Regions from separate parts of the Nothobranchius furzeri genome. Here region 1 is linked to region 2. Evidence: chromatin contacts called from public Micro-C data. All regions are on one chromosome and are shown on one strand. The core of a region is the stretch at or near the end of the contact, and the rest is flanking DNA. Distances in the headings are between cores, read along the strand shown. Region 1 holds the start of atp5f1b (ATP synthase F1 subunit beta). Region 2 holds the start of dzip1 (DAZ interacting zinc finger protein 1).

What was found. Hi-C and Micro-C count contacts between places; a contact is called where the count stands out from the background.
Region 1: a Micro-C map of tail fin shows a contact between it and region 2, with 11 times the contacts expected there. The contact joins the promoter of atp5f1b here to the promoter of dzip1 in region 2. A contact is called at or near these places in 2 of 2 Hi-C or Micro-C datasets (skeletal muscle and tail fin).

What each region holds. Positions count from the first base shown.
Region 1 is chr14:57,547,408-57,551,913 of NfurGRZ-RIMD1, forward strand. atp5f1b (ATP synthase F1 subunit beta) reads left to right here and starts at 2,150. Exons shown (of 10, transcript XM_015952426.3): 1 at 2,150-2,288; 2 at 2,931-3,110; 3 at 3,196-3,370; 4 at 3,454-3,575. The coding sequence starts at 2,186.
Region 2 is chr14:57,299,019-57,303,719 of NfurGRZ-RIMD1, forward strand. dzip1 (DAZ interacting zinc finger protein 1) reads right to left here and starts at 2,047. Exons shown (of 18, transcript XM_015952433.3): 1 at 1,647-2,047; 2 at 1,065-1,184; 3 at 384-965. The coding sequence starts at 1,067.

The DNA of each region.
Region 1 (4,506 bases), core at 900-3,399, 250 kb after region 2:
ACCGCCATCTTGTGTAAATACTGGGGACTTGAATGCTTCACTCTGTAAGATACACCTCACTGGTGCTGGGCTGGACCCCCTTTTTCCTTCAGAACAGTGTTAATTGCTCCTGCCATAGATCCATCAAGGTTCTGGGATGGACTGAGATCTGGTGAATGTGGAGGTTGTTGGAGTCCAGAGAACTCATGGTCATGTTCTAGAGACCAATTAGTGATGATCTGAGCTTTGTGACATGATGCTTGGTCCTGCTGGAAGTAGCATGAGAAGATGGGTGGTCATGAAGGGATGGACATGGTCAGGAACAATGCTCAGGTAGGACCTGGTGGTGCTGGGGGGTGGGGGGTCCAAAGGGGGACAAGAACACCACCTTACCTCCACCACCACCATTGCACCTGCAGAGCATCAATGTTTGTGAAAACCTGCTTACGGTGAAAATGGTGGTGGCGCTTTGCGTAGCCATTTTCAGTATAGGTACATCATTTATCCTAACCCGCTGTTGGAGATTTCCTTCTTTTCAATCTAAATTTCACCAATCTGATGCTGCTGATGGCAATAAATGACCGTTCCTGAGGTCTCGTAGAGTGTAAGTGTGATAATTGTGCAATTCTTTGACACAATGACATAAATCAAACACTTGTGCCATTAATGATCACATTTAAGCTCGTCCATCTCCAGTAAACAACCTTCATTTGAACTTTTATTTCTTTTTGTTATTTTTACTAGTTTTAATGTTGCAATGCTTTATAATATATACATTTATATATTATTCATCATATTTATTGTAAATGAGAACAGTCCGTTGTCTTTATGCCTAATAGTTTAATCTTTTTTGATGTTGTATGTTTTTATCTTACCTGTTTCTTTGGTGTACAGCCAACTGTGTCTGCTGCTGCCTCTTGGCCAGGTCGTCATTGTAAATGAGAATGAGTTCTCAATCGACTCATCTGGATAAATAAAGGTTAAATAAAATAAACAAATTCTTTCATATAAGTGATTGTTGTGTGCGTCGTTTGTATTGAGTGTCTGTTATGTTGAACCAAGTCACCAAAGACTACTATCATCCATCCATTTCTGTCCATCCATCCATCCTTCATTCATCCATCCATCCATCCTTCATCTATTCATTCATCCATCCATCCTTCATCCATCCATCCATCCATCCATCCATCCATCTATCCATCTATCTATCTATCTATCTATCTATCTATCTATCTATCTATCTATCTATCTATCTATCTATCTATCTATCTATCTATCTATCTGTCTGTCTGTCTGTCTGTCTGTCTGTCTGTCTGTCTGTCTGTCTGTCTGTCTGTCTGTCTGTCTGTCTGTCTGTCTGCTTACCTACCTACCCACCCATCCATCTTTCTGTTCGTCCGTTCATTCGTCCTTCCGTCCATCTACCCATCTGTCCCTCTGTCCATCAGTCCATCCATCTATTTATCTACCCATCCCTCAGTCTGTCCGTTCATCCATCCATCCATCCTTTTATCCACTTTTCATCCATCCAGCCAACCATCCATCTTCTATCCATCATTCACACATCCATCATTTTCATCTTGTTGGCAATTTTTAGTTGTGTTTTATTTCCAATTTTCCCCAAAGTTGTCTCACATGTCTTGGACTTTCTGACTGATAAACCCAATTAAGAAGGGTGCTCGGTGTCTAAAAGACTGAGACACGTTCAAAATGTAACCAAGTTGACAACAAGTCTGCAATGTATGCAAGGACTCTCAACCAAAAGGTTTCAAATACACTTTCTTGCAAAGCTCGATCGTAATTACAGCCCAGCGAGTTTCTGACTTTAGTGCAAAACAAACCTTTGTAGACTTAAAAACCCAAACTCCATCGATTACATTTTAAAAATGTCAGTGTGGATCATGTCTACTAAATTAGGACAGTTTTACTCTCTGCAACTCTTCTAAAGACACATTAGATTCTTAACAGTAAATAAATAAAGTCTCTTTGTTCTTCAAGGCTTTAATCCTAACTGTCATTCAGCAGCAGCACAGTCACATTTGCTGTCCATTTCAATGGAGGTCAGAATGTCAGCTGGCTGCGCCTAGCTTCTACGCATGCTCAGTTCATCCCCTTCACGATGTACGCATGCGCAGTTGGCAATAGCGGTCATTGATTATAAAGCTCCAAGTTGCTCCGTCTCTTTCCACCTTCAGCCATTTTAACCATGTTAGGAGCTGTGGGACGCTGCTGCACCGGGGCTCTGCAGGCTCTCAAGCCTGGGGTCCAGCCTCTGAAGGCCCTGGTCGGATCTCCAGCCGTTCTTTCACGTAAGCCTCGCATGCGTGTTGGTTTTAGAGCGAAACCGTTAAAAGACAGACGTGGATTGAGAGGGCAGGGCAATGCTAAAGTTAGCTGTTAGCGACACGCTGGCTAACCGGCGGAATACCAGGCCTCGATGTTAAAATATTCAATTACAGTTTACTTTTAGCTATTTTAAAAGGATTAAAAAGGCACGTATGGGTGTGTATGCAACTTTTAAATGCGTCATGATCAGGAAAATGAGCAGACGGTTCTACCTCATGTGTTCTGGAGAATGACCTTTGTGTAATGACATGAGACGCTGTCAGGGAGCTAAGTTTGCTAGCATTACGAAATGCAGATTAGCAAGGTGACTGGTCATCTGCAAAGTTTAACCACATTTTTTTATGTTTTAAATAAAGAAATAAACATGTTAAATGGGGAACTGCTAACTAGATTATGTCAGGGAAACCTAGTTAGCTAAACTAGTGCGCCTCATTCATCCTTTAGTTGGAGGTACGCATGAACTTAACCCAATATTTTCCCACGTCTCGTTATAAAACAGGTCGTTTTGACATTCAAAAGGTGTTGGCGCAGTTAGCTGGAAAGGAACCTGCGCTGTTTCATTCATTGCGCTGTTCTAACCGGACGCTGTGTGTATCCCTCCGCAGGCAGGGACTATGCCGCTCAAGCCGCCGCCACCGCTGCTAGCGTCGCCAACGGGCGCATCGTGGCCGTCATCGGCGCCGTCGTCGACGTCCAGTTCGACGAGGGTCTCCCTCCCATCCTCAACGCCCTGGAAGTCACCGGCCGCGACAGCAGGCTAGTCCTGGAGGTGGCTCAGCACCTGGGTGAGCTTGTCTCTGATGGTGTCCTTCCACCCTTTGACGACCCTAGAAGAAGCCACCGTGTTTGCTGAGGCTCTTGTGTTTACAGGGGAGAACACAGTGAGGACCATCGCTATGGATGGTACCGAGGGGCTGGTGCGTGGACAGAAGGTTCTGGACACCGGGGCCCCCATCAGAATCCCAGTGGGTCCCGAGACCCTGGGCAGGATTATGAATGTGATCGGTGAGCCCATCGACGAGAGGGGTCCCATTACCACCAAACAGTGAGTTCATTTTTATGGGACCAGCTAATTCTCAACTAAAATGCTCTGACTGCACTTTGAAATGTGAATATATCTTGTTCCAGGACTGCACCCATCCATGCTGAGGCTCCTGAATTCACTGACATGAGTGTGGAGCAGGAGATCCTGGTGACCGGTATTAAGGTGGTGGACCTGCTGGCCCCCTACGCCAAGGGAGGAAAGATTGGTATGCACCATTACCACCATGAGCTATGTGACAGTGAAGTCTAGATGGTTTTCATACGTTAGATGTTTTTGCCAGTGCCATGGAGTCTTGGTGTCTCTAATCACTGGTTTGTGCTGCTGTTATTGGAGTGATGGATCCTGACGACTTTGTTTGCCTTTCAAACTGTCTCCACACACACTTGACCAATCAGAGCATTGATCGATAAAATTTGTTCATTGTTATGGAATTCAGTCACCAGCAGGGTATCTGCGGGTCCTTAAAAATTCTTAAAAAGTCTTAAATTTGCTTTTCCAAATTTAAGGCCTTAAAAATGACAAATAATCCGTGAACAGTTTCCAAACGTCTTAAATTACCAAAGACCCAATAAACAAGATTCTTTTATTTCTATAAAATTTTCGTGAATTTCTAGTTAGTTCAGCATTTTTTGTGTACGATGTTGGCGGAAGCGGAACCGTACACATTCGGTTGGTTGTGAAAGGGGGCTATTTTTAGATGAGCACGCTAGTGGGAGCTTGCGCCATGGGGAAGTGCAACATTAATGGTAACTGGATGGCTAATCCAACGTTCAAGACGTGGTTAGCACCGGTTCCAGGCAATAGCTGGAAATTATAGCTTAAATTTAATTAAACAAAATAGCTTAAATTTGGTCAAAGTGGCCTTAAAAGGTCTTAAAGTCTTAAATTTGGCTCCCTTAAACCTGCAGATACCCTGACCAGTGTAGTCCACCATGCATCCTTTTTCACAATAAACACACGTAGAGTACCTCTATCTCAGTGGTTCCCAAAGAGTCAAAACTTTTCTACGGAGTTTCGATATGATAAAAAAAAATTTACAAATAAAATCTTGCTAACCTCAGCACAGATACAATTATGGGGACCCTAGTTTGGGAACCACTGCATCTGACCGTATCACCAAAGTCTAAATTGTCCAA
Region 2 (4,701 bases), core at 797-3,296:
TATCAATTATTGAACCAGCTGTTAACTGAGCTCGTGTCTCACACCTAACAACCACACTCTGTCATGAAACACTATAGCTGTCGCCTTGGCAACCACATGCTCAGGTCACACTCAAACATCACAAGATTCCTGGTTCAAACTGAGCGTGAGACCCAAAAGGACAGATTTAAATGTCTTTAAAGGGACAGACGCAGGAGGAGCGGGCAGGCTTTTGTCCTCTTCTTCAGATTTTCTCCATCTGACAGAAACTAAACCTGCTGCTTTTCTAACAAAGAAATTAAAGCTCTTTTCATTGACGTTGGGAGCGATGCATACATTTCAGAGACAATGATGGAGTGAGGCCCAGAGGAGGGTGGAATGGTGGTATGTTAAAGAAAGAGAACCTTGTGACTGCTGCTGATCCGCGGTGCGAACAGCGACTGCTGGGTGCGGATCACCTTCCTTCTGTGCTTCAGCTCAGCCGTCAGCTCCTTCATCTTCTCCTCCTGCTTCCTGCTCTGAGCCTGCAGCTGTTCCCGCTCCAGGCTGGCCGCCACCAGCCGCTCTTCTGCCGCTCGCAGGTTCAAGCTGAGGAGGTCCTGGCAGTGCAGGAGCCACTCCACCATCAGCTGAGACAGCTGCAGGAGCTTAACTAGAGCCGGGTCCACGGGGCTCTGGCACCGCTGGCACCGCTCCCCATCCAAGCTACAGAAAGTCACGGTGCTGATGTGCTCCTGGAGGGCGTCCACATCCAGCTGGCTCATCACCAGTTCAATGTCCACGGCGTTGATGCGCCGCCAGTCCACGCTCTCCCGTCGAGGCCGGAACTTGAAAGGGAGGAAAGTGGAGGCTCCGCTGGACGGAGTCATGCTTGGTGCTGATGCGGCGTGGCTGGTCGGGGAGTTCAGGACCGAGGGGATCCCGTCTGAGGAGTGAGTCCCCTGGGTGAGGCTGCTGTAGGGGTAGTAGGCTCCATTGTGAAACGGCTGCAACAAAAACCAGAAGGAAGAGCATCAAGTGGCATTCTGTCCTACAGACACCATGCTGCTACGGCTCCGGGCTCCATCCAGCTCCGCTCTGCTTACCATCCTCCACCGGCTTCGCTCCGGTTCCGCCCCCTCAGAGGCAGGGCGTCCAGCGGGTTACCAAGGAGACGGAGACCAGCGTCCCAGCGGAGACGAATGTTATCAAAACACCGCAGACACCTAGCAAACGTCAGAGCAGGGATTAGCTCTAAAACAGCCCGATTTATCTACTAATACCTCACATAAATCAAGATAAAAATATAATTTAAAGACAACTTTAAAGACCTAACAGCGCGTGAGCTTGTTTGGCGAACGCAGTAGCTAACAGCCGCTAATTTCGGGGTTTCTACGAGTATTTTCAGGTTTTTATGCCTGTTTTAGATTTAAACTATAACAAACAAGCTTCAACTCGTCTTAGCCGCAGCAGATGTGACTCAAAGAGCTGCGCGTGAACCCAAAAAAACACCCCATAAAACACAACAACCCTAAAGACAGGTTTATAATCCCTTCATGTCTGCCGAGCTAACGGACATCAAAAGGCACTTTAAACAGAACAGTTCAAACAGTAAAAAACGTCACTAACGACGTTGAAAAGTAGTTAATACGACTAGAACGAACCCGAAATCACAAAAATAAACTTACAAAATCAGTCGTATTAGTAAAAGTCCGGTCGTTTTAAAAGTTTTCTATCCACGATACCCCAGGCGGTTTGTGGGTGACGTAGCTGCTGGGCTCCACATTCCTAAATCTCTGCTCCAGAGAAGAAAAGAGCACCAAGTTGGGACAACAACTACACAAGTTCCGGTTAACACTTTCAAAGTAAGACAATGGAAAAGCTTAAACCAGACTTTTTCACATTTTAATCCAATTTAATTATTTAATATACATTTTCAAACAATTAAGAACATTTAACTTTTGTCCAAACCGGAATTAACTAACGTGCGTTCATATTTTGGGACAAGCAACGATATTCTTTTACTTTGAAATAAAATCAGTGTTTCCGGTAAAATTGGAATATATGTCGTGTTGAAAAAAGATGGGGGAAGGGAGAAGCAGGATTTTCTTTTGAAATAAGGGGATTCAGAAAACAAGGGTGCCTACTTCGTGGACGAAAACACAAACTAATGTTTTTTTTAGAAGTTAGGTTAAGGAACACAAATTCCAAGCATAAGTGGAAATGTACCACAGGTGATTCTGAAAAAAGTTGGACGATGGAAAATCACTTATGATGGCCTTTTCCTGCCAAAATAACGTTTCTGCTAATTAAAAAATGTCTGACGTAATTTAGAGTTGTAGCATTTGACAAAGGAGTTCATATTGCTCACAGCTTTCAAGCCAGCATTTTAAGAATATATGCTTTTTTTAACCAGTCCTGGCAGTTGAGCCATGCAGAATGGTCGCCAGAGCAGTTTTACTCTACAGCAATAAGGATGTGGGATTTTCATCCTATTGCGTGGTAGCCTTTATTATGTTTGTGGCGTGTTAGACTGCATTCGAATGCACCAGAGTGGACAGGCAGGGAGAAAAGAGACAACAGGGCAAACAGGGAAAGAGAGAAAGGGGGGATTTGAGGGACAACAGGACACGACAAAGTGAGGTCATCATAAAAAGAAAATGTGTGTGTGTGTTAGAAGAGATGTTATGGCATTATGGTGGTTTTGGTCCACCCTGTATTATCGTGTGCATTTCAAAATCTTGGTTCTGACTTACATACCCTTTCTGCCCTACATGGACAAACTCCAGAGTACATCAGCTTGTTGCATCGTAACACCTCCTTCTGGTCCCTCAGGCCCTCTGACCAAGGCCTGTATGTGGTTCTTCACAACTAAAGGTGACAGAGCCTTTTCTTCTGTGGCTTCTGGACTCTATAATAACACACACTGAGGTCATCAGACTCAGTAGATGCCTTCAAGGGAGAGGAGAAGAGGTGAAAAAGTGTGCAAAGCAGATTGGAATCGGCAAAGAAAATGTCAGGTGTGATTTAAAGGTTTCAGCAAAAACGAAAGGAAAGTTGTAGACGACCATTGATGTTGTCTGGTTTAGAGACAGCGTCCACGAGGACAAGACAAGAAGCAGAACTGGAGGTTCTCCTTGGGACTCATTGGGATCAGGAACGAGTCCATCAGAAGGACAGCTCATGTTTGATGTTCAGATTATAAAGTCAGAGTCCAGGCTCATGGTTTTGACATGTGGGACAACGATTACAGGTAGAAGGATGCTGAGGTTAGAGCCACCAGGCAAGAGGCTAAGAGGAAGAAATAAAAGGAGAGGTGATAGAGGGCATGAAGTTAGTTGGTGTGAGGCCAGAGGACATAGGAGACAGATGATTGGCTGTGATGGCCACTTAAGGGACACACCCACCCACACAGAAATAAGATTAATTTAAGCACAAGCTATAAACTTTCTTTTTAAAAGCACATTTGGTAATTTTGCTTGTTTTTAGCACACCCTAGTATTTGTATTAATTGTCTGTGGTCAAACCGAAAATGAAACCGATCTCCTCGCTGTGCGTTCGTCTTTTTAACACCTAATCTAACTGCTGAAACAACTCCTCAGCCTTCATTGGTGTCTACAGGAATGTTCATCAAATCAGCGACACCAAAACTACAGTGCCAGGTGTGTCAGTTCCAAGTCCAACTGGTGGCGGCTCACCCCAACGAAGTTGCCGCATTCTGGCCACAGAGGGCGGAAGGGTCTGAATGACATTCCATTCACCCTGTAAAGTTTTATTTGAGCACATACTGGCTCAAGAAAATGATTTAAAAACATGAAAAAGTTGCATAGAATGTCTTTAAATCTGCTTTTGTTAGATGTTTTGTGTTTTCATGTCTTTTTATATCCAAGAAGCAACTTGGGGCAGCAGTAGCTCGTGGTAGAGTGGGTTACCTCATGATCGGGGGGTCATTGGTTCAATTCCAGCTCCTACCAGGGGTATTCTGCTGTTGTGTCCTTGGGCAAGACACTTCACCCATCTTGCCTGTGTTGGTGGTGGTCAGAGGGGTCAACGGTGCCAAATGCAAGCCTCGCCTCTGTCAGACCGCCCCAGGGTGGCTGTGGCTACAAAGTGGCTTACTATCACTAGCAGTGTGTGAATGTAAAAGTGCATGTAAGCATCTTTGAGTCTCCTAAGCAAATGCTACATATGTTTGATGATTTTTTTTGTATTTTTTAAATATTAAGATGTGCTATAACCAGGGGTGGACTGGCCTATCTGGCATTCTGGCAATGTGCCGGTGGGCCGCTTAGCCAAGTGGGCTGCTTGCCCAGCGTGGGCCGACACTACTCCACGGTTGGTGATCTGCAGAACATTAGCTACATGGTAATTTGAAGCTAACAGAGTTTTTCCAGGTGTTTTTAGTAAGAAAAACGTTGTAGGGCGATGACGTAGGAGTTGTTTTACAGTGTTAGCATGTAGCTAATGTCCTGTTGATCTCCGCCCGTGGAGAATGAGCTGATCTGGAAGGCCAGGGCTCCCGGTCGCAGCGGTCTGGCCCTGCTTGTAATTTAACAGTCCCAGTCCATATTAGATCTCACATTTGGCCTAGAGACGAGTCCGCGGGCGGCAACTCCCCCCATCCCCACCGCTCTCCCAATGGGGAGGGCCAACTGAGGGCCGATGATTCATAAAAATGCCAGGGCCGAATTTTGGTCCCAGTCCACCCCTGGCTATAACTCAAATTTTACTTATATACTACGT